Linked DNA regions of Gossypium arboreum: region 2 is linked to region 1. Evidence: chromatin contacts called from public Hi-C data. All regions are on one chromosome and are shown on one strand. Each heading gives the region's core, a stretch centred on a gene start, on an enhancer-like site or on the middle of the called end of the contact. The rest is flanking DNA. Distances are from core to core; before and after follow the strand shown.

Region 1 (5,282 bases), core at 1,534-4,033:
ATTATGTTATTGGGTTGTCTTGGCTTGAATTATTGACATTGCTATGAACTGCAAATATGGACATTTTGATGTTGAATACTGAAGTTATGGATGTATGTTGAAGTGGCATGTGATTGAATATGTTAAATGCCCTGTTTTGCTGTAATTTTTGCTGATTTGTACAAAGGTATCAATATTCGGGCATATGTATCAATACCTCCATGTTAAAACGAAAGTGCAAGAAAACAGTAGCTCATTTTAGCATTGATACCAATTCTTGAGTATCGACACTCAGGGTAAAAATATAGACACTTTTTGAATTGTATCGATAAATTGCTAGGTTTTAAATTTTTCAGAGAAACAAAATACTACAAAGGTACCGATTTTTCTAATGGTATCGATACCTATAAATATCGATACCTGAGTTTGAGTGTTGATACCTACGTGACTTTTTTGAAAATTTTCTTTAAGTGGTCCCTAGGCATGTTATTAACTTATTTTATGGTCAATTAATGTATGATTAGTAAAAGTTTAATATCGCCTAAAGTATTTTAGACTTAAATCTTCTATAAATGCTTAGGTGTGACAATGATCATATGAAAATGAGACTATGTGGAATGTGTGATGTTGTGATGTTTGATGTGGCGTCCTGTTCTCAGGCTCGACAACCGGGTCGAGTATAGGTTATTACAAAAATATTTTTAATAATTATTTTAAAAATCACATCCAAGATGAATCTGAAAAAATGGTTGTCAAGTCCATTCCTAAGCCGTTTCTTAAATAATTGTTAAAAATATATAATTTTAAAAAATATTAAAATTATAAGAAATTATAAACAATTTTAAATTTCTAAAATTAATAATAAGAAATTATTATCAAACGTTACTATTATATTTTTACCTATATTTGAATTATAAGAAATTAATGAAGTAAAAATTTGAATATTTAAAAATATCTACTCAATTAAGAAGAGTAATATGTGTATATATATATATATATATAGATAGATAGATTTGAATTATTTAAACATACAATATGTGTATATAAAATATTTTTATTTTTATTATTTTTAAAAAATAATTATTAATAATTTCTTATAATTCTCAATAATTTTTAAAAATTTGCTATAATTTTTTAAATTTTCTATGATTATTTAAAAACCAGTCCATAATGAATATGAACAAATGGTTATTGATTCATTCTAGATCTTATTTTAGTTATTTTATTAATTTTTCATAATTTTTGTGTAACTTTCTATAATTCTTAATAATTTTCTATTTTTATAATTTTATAATTATTTTAAAAATCATGTCTAACATGAATTGGATGCGAGCTTGGACAACAATTTGTTCCATGGCACATGAGCATAATATTTACATGGCACATAGTGTGTCGCTATTTGATTATGCCACATAATCACTTAGCAATAGATATAGATGAAAATTTTAATATAATGAACAATTTACTTATTAATCTAACATATATAAATTAATTTATTCATTTTTTAATGAAAAAAAAATTAACTCATGGTACAAAAACCTTCAGTATACTTTCGGTTCATTATGGAGGAACATGTGGCCTCCAACACGATCCAGCTTCCTCCTAAACTCATCTTTTAAGTCTAATACATCTACGAGAAGGCATCAATAATATTAATGCTAGTCCAGTCATGGCAGCAAATTTGGAGGTCCGAATTAAACCCAGTCACTTAATGCAAAAATTTCATACTTCTTGGGGTCAAATACCCTTTTCCCTTCCATTGCAAACAAGTGGATTTAGTGTTCAAATTAAGGCATGATAGTAACTTCTTATTTCCAGTTTACAAATCTGTAGTAAACCCTACTTTAATTGGTGAAAGTATAGTCTGCTTTTATAATTTGGTACTACAACTATGTACTGCATGACTGGAGCTAAGTGAAAATTGTCCTTCAAAGCCATTACGCCATCAAATAAAAAAGAAAAAGGAGTATTGGAGTTCTCTGTTTCAGTAAACAAAAGAATTATACTGCTGGTGTCACTCAGAACATGGAATCTTATTCAGAATTTTTGTAACCCCCCCAAAAAAAAAAGGGGAAAAGAAAAAGCTATTGAACATCAACAACAAAGACACTGGCCGACCTATAATCATATTACTCTTTTCCAGGTTTCTAAACTACACAAGACCTAGTTCAAGGGTTAGAGATTCATCTGTTCCTACATTTTTCAATCTAGAAAATTTTCGAATAGTTGGTAAAAGTTGAGATTTAAAATTAGATAAACACTTAAGTTCAGTTTCATACTAATTTGAGATTTAAAATTAGATAAATACAAAATCCATCATGACAATAGCGGATTGACAAAAAATATTTTGGCATGCAGGTGGCAGGAAGAGAGTGGTGAACAAGTCCCATTCTTAAAACATGACCCTTGACAAAGATGAGAGGTGCTATCCTTTCCATGTGATAAACAGGAAAGGAACCATCCATATATAAAAATCCTATGGGGGAATCAAAAAAAGAGTGCTGTCATCATATCTGGTGCGAATTAGGAGCTTTTGCAATGGCATATCCCTTGGAAGATGCTGAATCTAGCAACCTCCACTTCTCTCTTTTTCGGTTTCACTTTTAACCAATAACTCACAACATCTTTTTAATATGTATTATTATGATGGTGTTTATGTTTTAATTATTTTATTTTCGGATTCCTATAAGCCCATATGAAGCTTCAGTATAAAACCCCCTCTTTAATTATGCACACCATCACCAGGCCACCCCTTGCACCAACCAAGCAAGAGGTGACCTAGCTAGGGTCTTGATTCTATGCTGATGCTGCTTTCTTTTTCTTCCACGCTTTCTTTCGTATCATTTGCTTGAAGGGAAGTACTTTCTCTTATAGGGCAGCTTTGATCCTTCGGCATTTCGGTTTCCACGGCAGCCTCTGGTTTTTACTTCATTAAATGATGTTTAAAGCTCAAATAAATTCACCTAGGTCGAGTCAGATTATGCAATCTCTTGCTGTTTTCTTTGGTACTTTTCTATCCAAGTTAAATATTTATATATTATCAGTGGCCAATGTTTCAGTGGGCTGCAAACTGCGGCTTAGTTTGTATTATCACTCCTCAGTTTTGTACTTTAAAAACTAGATTTGGGTCTGTGCTTAGCTGTGGCTTTTTCTTTAACATATTTGAAATTGATGCACATAAATGTGAATGAAGTATGGAACCGAAATAAATTTATGCAAAGGTAATTGCAAAACAAAGTAGTTCATATTCTATCCGACTATACTATTACATTTTCTTTTTTTTTTTTTTTTTGTTTAGTATTTGATTAAATCATTATTTAAAATTTTAGAATAAAACTATTAAAAGTAATTCATGTCTAAGGATTGAACTGAGATTAGTAAAATTAGGTAAATATATGCTGTTTTATCACTAAACTTATAATTCAATTGATGAATAAATTCTTTTATAAATATATACAATTTTTGTATATATATAGTTGGTGTGTTGCTAAAAGTACTAGGGAAGCCGCTGTACTTATGGACAGATTGCATTTCGGCCTCTATATTGAAAAATGAACAAATTAATCCTTATACATTTTGGAACATGCAAGTTACTCCCTCCGCTATATTTTATGTAACACCCCGTACCCGAGACCGTTGCCGGAGTCGAACACGAGGTGTTAACGGACTTAATTCATTAATTAAACAGCTCATACAATTCATTTTAAAATTTCCAGACAAGCTGGCTAACTGCATCACAGTCGCTTTAAAAATCATATCTCGAGTTACAAAACTCGAAATCCAATTCCGTAAATTTTTCCTGAAACTAGACTCATATATATATCTACTAATTTTTTCTAGAAGTTTTGGTTGGGCCAATTAGTACAGTTTATTAGTTAAAGTCTCCCTGTTTCAGGGTTCAACTACTCTGACCTCAGTGTATTACGAATCAGATATCTCCTGTACAGAGCTTCAATGACTATGCCGTTTATCTCTAATAAAACTAGACTCAATAAGGAATCTGTACATATAAAGCATGACTTCTAATTATCTTTGTAAAATTTATGGTGAATTTCCAAAGTCAGAACAGGGATCCAGAAATCACTCTGGCCCTGTTTCACAAAAATTTAAACATCTCATAAAATATAGCTCATATACCTGTTTCGCTTATTCCATATGAAAATAGACTCATCAAGCTTCGATTCCATAACTTATTCATTATTTAATTCCATTTCTACTATTTTAGTGATTTTTCAAACTCACGTCACTGCTGCTGTCTGAATCTATTTTATGGTAAATTTTACCTATTTCATGGTTTCCATGGATTAGCTAGCAATTTGACATACATAATACCAAATATGATCATGATTAGCCATTCCAATGGCTAATCATTACCAAGCATTTCTATCTCCATACCACTCAATAACCATATCATAAGACCATATATACAAAATGATTATAATGCTATACATGCCATACTCAAAATATACAAGCCATTATGCCAAGATGGTATACGGATAGTGTGAGCGTGCCTCCGACCGTTTCCGATTTTCGAGCTGGCTTGTCAACACTACAAGGAATGAAAAGGAGGGAGTAAGCATAAGTGCTTAGTAAGCTCACATGCAAATAGCAAGTAACATAACCATATAAGCAAACATATAACATCATTTGCATAATCATCACCAAGACATTCATATCACCTTTTCATTTATCATCTTACCATATTGTTGTTATATCGAGTTTTCAACCCGAGGGTTAAGTACATACCTGTTCAAATTATCCATTTCACAACACTTACCAATACGTCCCTTTCATCTTGAGTATTCCTCCATTTGAGTAGAACTTTACCCGTTGAACACATCGAATATAATTCGGATACATGGAAAGTTTGCACATAAGTGCCACATATGTAGCCAAGCTACCATGTAACCCGCCCATAAGTGAACTCGGACTCAACTCAACGAGCTCGGCGTTCGCATCCATAAGTGAACTCGGACTCAACTCAACGAGTTCGGATGCCTAGTTACATCTCACGAACTCGGACTCAACTCAACGAGTTGGACGCTCGCATCCATAAGTGAACTCGGACTCAACTCAACGAGTTCGGATGCCCAAATATCCCAAAGTGACATGTCACTTGTATCCTAATCCATTCCTAAGGTTCAACGGACCTTTTCCCAATCATGTGTCTCAACCATCTTCTACGGAATGCCGATACCGATACTCGGTAGTATTTCATATTTTCCAAGTATATCACATAATTTGACATATTATCAAACAATTATCACAAGTATAATATTTCATAATAATTATCATATCATTTA
Region 2 (5,282 bases), core at 1,583-4,082, 390 kb after region 1:
AAAAGAACCAATATTTGTTTTCTGCAAAGCTTGTTTTTCTTTTCTGTTTAATTTAACATTTCTTTTTCATTGATAGTAGGAACCTTCAAAAGTTTACACAACTAGTATTTGTCCTTTTTCTATTAAGAGAACCCATTGATGTTGAAGAGGAAATGCATTCAATCCTTCCTAGCTAAAAAAATGCAGAAGTGTAGAATTTATAAGGACTATCATAATAAATTTAAGAAAATCTATGGTTATGTTTCTCTTCTATATCTCCAAAAAGATAGGTGAAAAACATTACCCTTTTTTACTTGTCCTAGTAACTTCCTTGGCCCGTACTAGAATTTGTTATCTTCTTTCTTGATTCATATATTTGTTTATTTTGTTTTCATTCATTATCATAAAATGTTGTCATTGTAAACTTGCGACAAAATTTATTTTTTTATCCATCAAAAGAAATAATCTTGGCAAGATTTGTAATTAGTTATTCCATTCAAATTTTCACACCCTATAACAAATTTCACAACATCCACTATTTTAATTCAATAATCAAGAAAAGTGAACAGTGAAATTTTCTAATGAAAGTATAATAAATTTTATCAGTTTAAAATTTAATTATTAAACAGTTTATTATTTCAATTTATTAAAGATGCACCACAAAATTTGTGAGTTTGAGATATATTTTTTGTAGGTATAATAATTTATTTGGACTTTCAAATATTTTATAAAAGAGTCATTTTAGTCTTCTATTTGTTTTTCCTTTTTTAGCCATTATACTTACACTGTTTTTCAAATCACCTTAAAATGGACAAAAAGTTAATTTCGGTTCACTTTACTAATGTGGCATACATATGAGCCCCACGTCAACAATTAATTAATTTTAAATTTAAAAAATAAAAATTATAAAATTATTTTCAAAAATTTAAAATAATAAAATAATTTTAAATTTTTAAAAAATAATTAATTGCTAACATTTTATATATGGATGCAACATGGATGTCATGTCAAGAAAGTGAATAGACGGTCAACTTTTATTTATTTATTTTGGGATGATTTAACAAACAATATAAGTTTAAAAATTAAAATTAGAAAAAAATTAAATAAAAGACTAAAATAACTTTTTTTATAAAGTTAGAGAACAAAATAAATATTATACTATTGTTTTATTCATGGTAATGGGCTGTGGCCATATGGTATATGTATCTGTGCTCAATCTTAAAATCTCAAGAGCACGGAAGCTGGGGTTGCGCCTTATCATCCTTGACTTAGACACCTTAGTTGCGACGCAGCTTATTCGAAACAGGTTATCAGCACAGCATCACTTCGAGGTTCTTCGAACTATTATTGGTCACCTACAGCTACCTTGGAAAGTTAAAAGTGCAACATACGTATAAAGAAGGGAACAAAGTGGCTGATCGATTAGCGTCGATGGCATACTAATGCTCGCTGGGGGTCCATTCCTTGTACCTACCGGATGAAGTTCTTCAGCATCTACATAATGATAGCGTCGGTTTAGCTTGTCTACAGCTAGGTTGATTTTAGTGGATTTTCTCCTCTTGTACACACACACACACACACACAAAAAGAGGATTTCGGACTAGCAGTAGAATAAGAAAGAGTACATCTATTTTTTTTTTTTTTTTTGAAGAGGTTAGCCACATTAATCCCCTCACCCTGATAGCTTTTCGTAAAAAGCAAATGGCTATCCACTAAATGTAAAAAAAGCCAACCTTAATACTATATTAGATGAGACATGAAAATAACAGGATTAAAAGTAAAATTAGAAAAACTATGAGAATTATGTGCAAAGCATATAAACAACAGTACTAACATTTTCTTTATTAATGAATGCAAAACAGATAAAGCCTACTCCTGCTGCTAAGGTTTCATGGACAGAAAGTGATAAGGTAATTAGGTGAACCAGAGCAGGTAAAAATGCTAGTTTTATCGTCATAAGCATAACTATAAGCCTGAGGGCACTGGTTCTTGAAAACCATCGAGTAATTTGTGGGTTCACATTTCTGGGGTGAATTATATTCACCAGAGCAACAGTACTTGGGCTGCTTGAAAGCTAGGCATGCGCTTTTGCAGGCTATGGTATTCCCATAAGATGCTTTAACAATCAGTTCTGGTGGGCAAATTGCATTCACATTTGCCGAACAGCTAGTTATGGTGCAGTTTGGACCCGAGCCGCCTTGTGGAGTTACTGAAACCGGCAAGTTAAAGCCATCTACTAGGCTGATATCATAGAAATCTTGTCCTCCATTTTGTGGTAAAGTGAACTCTACAAGGGTTGCAGGAGGGACTGCACCTACACCATTGCAGGCAACCTGGCCCGACCCACAGTTTGCAGTGGCACAAGTGAACAATCCGGAGGAGGTTGAGCATTGGGTTCGAGCCCAGAGTCTGCCTGACCAAGGAGCAATAACAGTAATGGCATTCCATGCTTGTGGGGCTAACTCGAACCCACTGTTGGACAATTGAGGTATACCAGCGCCAGTAAGTGTTCCTGGCCAGACAGTAAATGGACAGTTGTTTCTAGTGTAGAGACTTGCCATGTGAGACTCTGCAATATAAGAAAATGATAAAAATTCTAGAACCATTACGAACATTTGATAAGCATTAAATCTTGCAAATGAAATGTTGATGAGGTACTAGAGTTGCAGAGAAAGAATGGTACTTGAGGTTTGTTTGTTACCTGAGATTAGGGTAAGCAAGGAAAGGCCAAAGATCCATGACTTCATCTTTGCTTAAACAATTGATTAATTAATTGTTTCCTTTTCGTTATTTAAAGAGCCTTAGTATAAGAACTGATAGGCATGCCCCAGAAACAATATAATCTTCAATGCATACGGAATTGGATATTAACATGGACTATATAGACTTCTATCGCAACTAACTTTGAAAAAGTCGTGATTATATTTAATTTTACTAGAATTAACACTGCTTACGCTGCTGTTTTCTATTTTTAAACAAAAATAATTTTGAATTAAATTCTACTAATTTTTTATTACGAAATACTAATCAATGTTCAGTTATAAGATAAGGAGAGTAAGAAAGGAAAAAAAATTATGGTATTTAATTAATCAAATAGAGATACCAACAATGTTTTTTTTAAGTTTATATTTATAAATATAATAAATATAAATGAAATAAAACTCTACTTTTAATTTACATTAAAGTTCAACAGTACATCAAATGTCTTATTCTAGTGGGCATCCACTTCTATGATTATAAAATATTTATAACACTACTTCTTGGATGTCTATCTGTAGATAATGTGTCTTGTTAAACCTTATTCAGAGAAAAATCCTGTAAAAAAAATTGCTTAGTGAATAAAAAAAAAGTACACATAACTATAATACTCATCACATACTGTCTCATTAAAAACCTTACTAGGAAAATCCAGTGGGACAAAATCTCAATTAAGGAAAAAAAATTATAGCGTGTATTTTATTTCCCTCATGAGAACATCACATAATGCATACCAATTCCATTGACTAGCTTCTCAAATGTGTTAGTCAGCAGTGCTTTAGTGAACAAATCTGTCAAATTTTCACATGAACAAATTTGTTAAACATCTATATCACCATTCTTTTGAAGGTCACGAGTGAAGAAGAATTTCAGTTAAATATATTTTGTTTTGTCTCTTTTGATGTACACCCTCGTTTCAATTGAGCTATGCATGCTACATTATCTTTGTACAAAATAGTTAGAATCATTTTTTTGGATGATATAGAATCATTTTTTTGGATGATATACAACACATCTATTGGATATGTTGGATCATCAATCTTAACCAAACACATTCTTGACTCACTTCATGCATTGTAATTATTTCTTCATGGTTTAATGAAGTAGCAACTAAAATTTGTTTTGTTGAGCATTACGATATAGTTGTACCTTCGATTGTAAATACAATTCGTTTGAGAGCATGCTTTATGTGGATAAGGTAATTATCCTACATCTACATAGCCAATCAATTGTGATTTGAACCATTTGGATAGAATAACCTATATCAATCGATCTTTGGAGATATCAAAATATTTGCTTAACTCTGTTCTAGTGCCAACACATTGTAGAAGAACTAAATCTTGTTAATAAACTTTTGCAAATGCTATATCAGGTCGTGTACTGTTAGCAAGATACATCAATGTTTATATAGCACTAAGATATGGTACTTTGGGACTAATAAGTTCTTCATCATTCTCACGAGGACGAAAATGATCTTTCTTTACATCTAGTCATCTTACAATCACCGGGGTACTTAAAGGATGTGTTTTATCCATATAAAATTTTTTAAGATTTTTTCTATATAAGTTGATTAATGAAGAAGAATTTCATTTGATAAGTGACAAAACTTAGTTTTTCTAATATTTTTCATCTCAAATTCTTTCTTCAAATAATCAATTGCCTTTTGAATCTCTTCACATGTTCCAATAATACTCAAGTCAACAACATACACAACAATTATAACAAACTCTAATTTTAATCTTTTATAAAGACACACGAGCATGTTGGATTGTTTTTATAATATTCCTTCAACAGAACTCACTGAGTCATTTATACCACATATGCCTGGATTGTTTCAATCCGTATAAAGATTTATGTAAACACATCAAACAATTTTCCTGAGAATATTTACATGCTATTGACATTTTAAGTCCTTCAAGAATTTTCATATAAATCTTATTATCAAGTGATCCATATAAATAAGTTGTAACAATATCCATTAGACACAAATCTAGCTTTTCATGTATTGTCAGATTAATAAGATACCTTAAAGTAATTTGCATTCACCATTGGAGAATATGTCTCCTCATAATTAATAACATACCTTTGTGAAAAGCCTTGTGCTACTAATCATGATTTGTATCGTACAACTTCATCTTTTTCATTTGTTTTCACATAAACGCCCATTTATATTCAACAGGTTTTACTCATTTTGCACTTCAGACTATTGGTCTAAAAACTTTACATTTGAAAGTAAACTTATGGTATGTTTGGTTCACTGAAATGGAATAGGATTGTAATGCAATATCTATTCTACAGGAATGAAATAAAGTTGTAATTGTATGGAATTGTTATAAGAGTAGTTTGATTTGATGGAATCGAATAATGGTATAATGATATTCTTTGGAACCAATTAGTCTATTACCACACTTCAAACGAGGCTTATGTTCATTTGCACTACCAAATTATCCTATAGAGACATCAATTCTTATTGGAGTTTCTTCACCTGGTATATGGAATTTAGTAACTCTTTTTAGGTCAGTAAATGCATCTAACAATTGATTTGC

What was found. Hi-C and Micro-C count contacts between places; a contact is called where the count stands out from the background.
Region 2: a Hi-C map of leaf shows a contact between it and region 1, with 2.5 times the contacts expected there. The contact joins the promoter of LOC108458593 here to the enhancer-like site in region 1. A contact is called at or near these places in 2 of 5 Hi-C or Micro-C datasets (both in leaf).

Annotation. Positions count from the first base shown.
Region 1 is chr4:95,360,153-95,365,434 of ASM2569848v2, forward strand. No RefSeq gene overlaps it. Among protein-coding and RNA genes, the nearest start is that of LOC128292415, 17 kb to the left of the region's middle. Within about 2 kb of position 2,784, at least 2 of the 2 cell types and tissues checked have an H3K27ac peak or open chromatin away from gene starts, as enhancers often do. A contact at or near this core is called in leaf, where this site is marked.
Region 2 is chr4:95,750,912-95,756,193 of ASM2569848v2, forward strand. LOC108458593 (thaumatin-like protein 1b) reads right to left here and starts at 2,833. Exons shown (of 2, transcript XM_017758004.2): 1 at 2,681-2,833; 2 at 1,800-2,548. The coding sequence starts at 2,726. The coding sequence ends at 1,869. It overlaps LOC128291416 (a long non-coding RNA gene), which reads left to right. Exons shown (of 2, transcript XR_008281190.1): 2 at 1-7.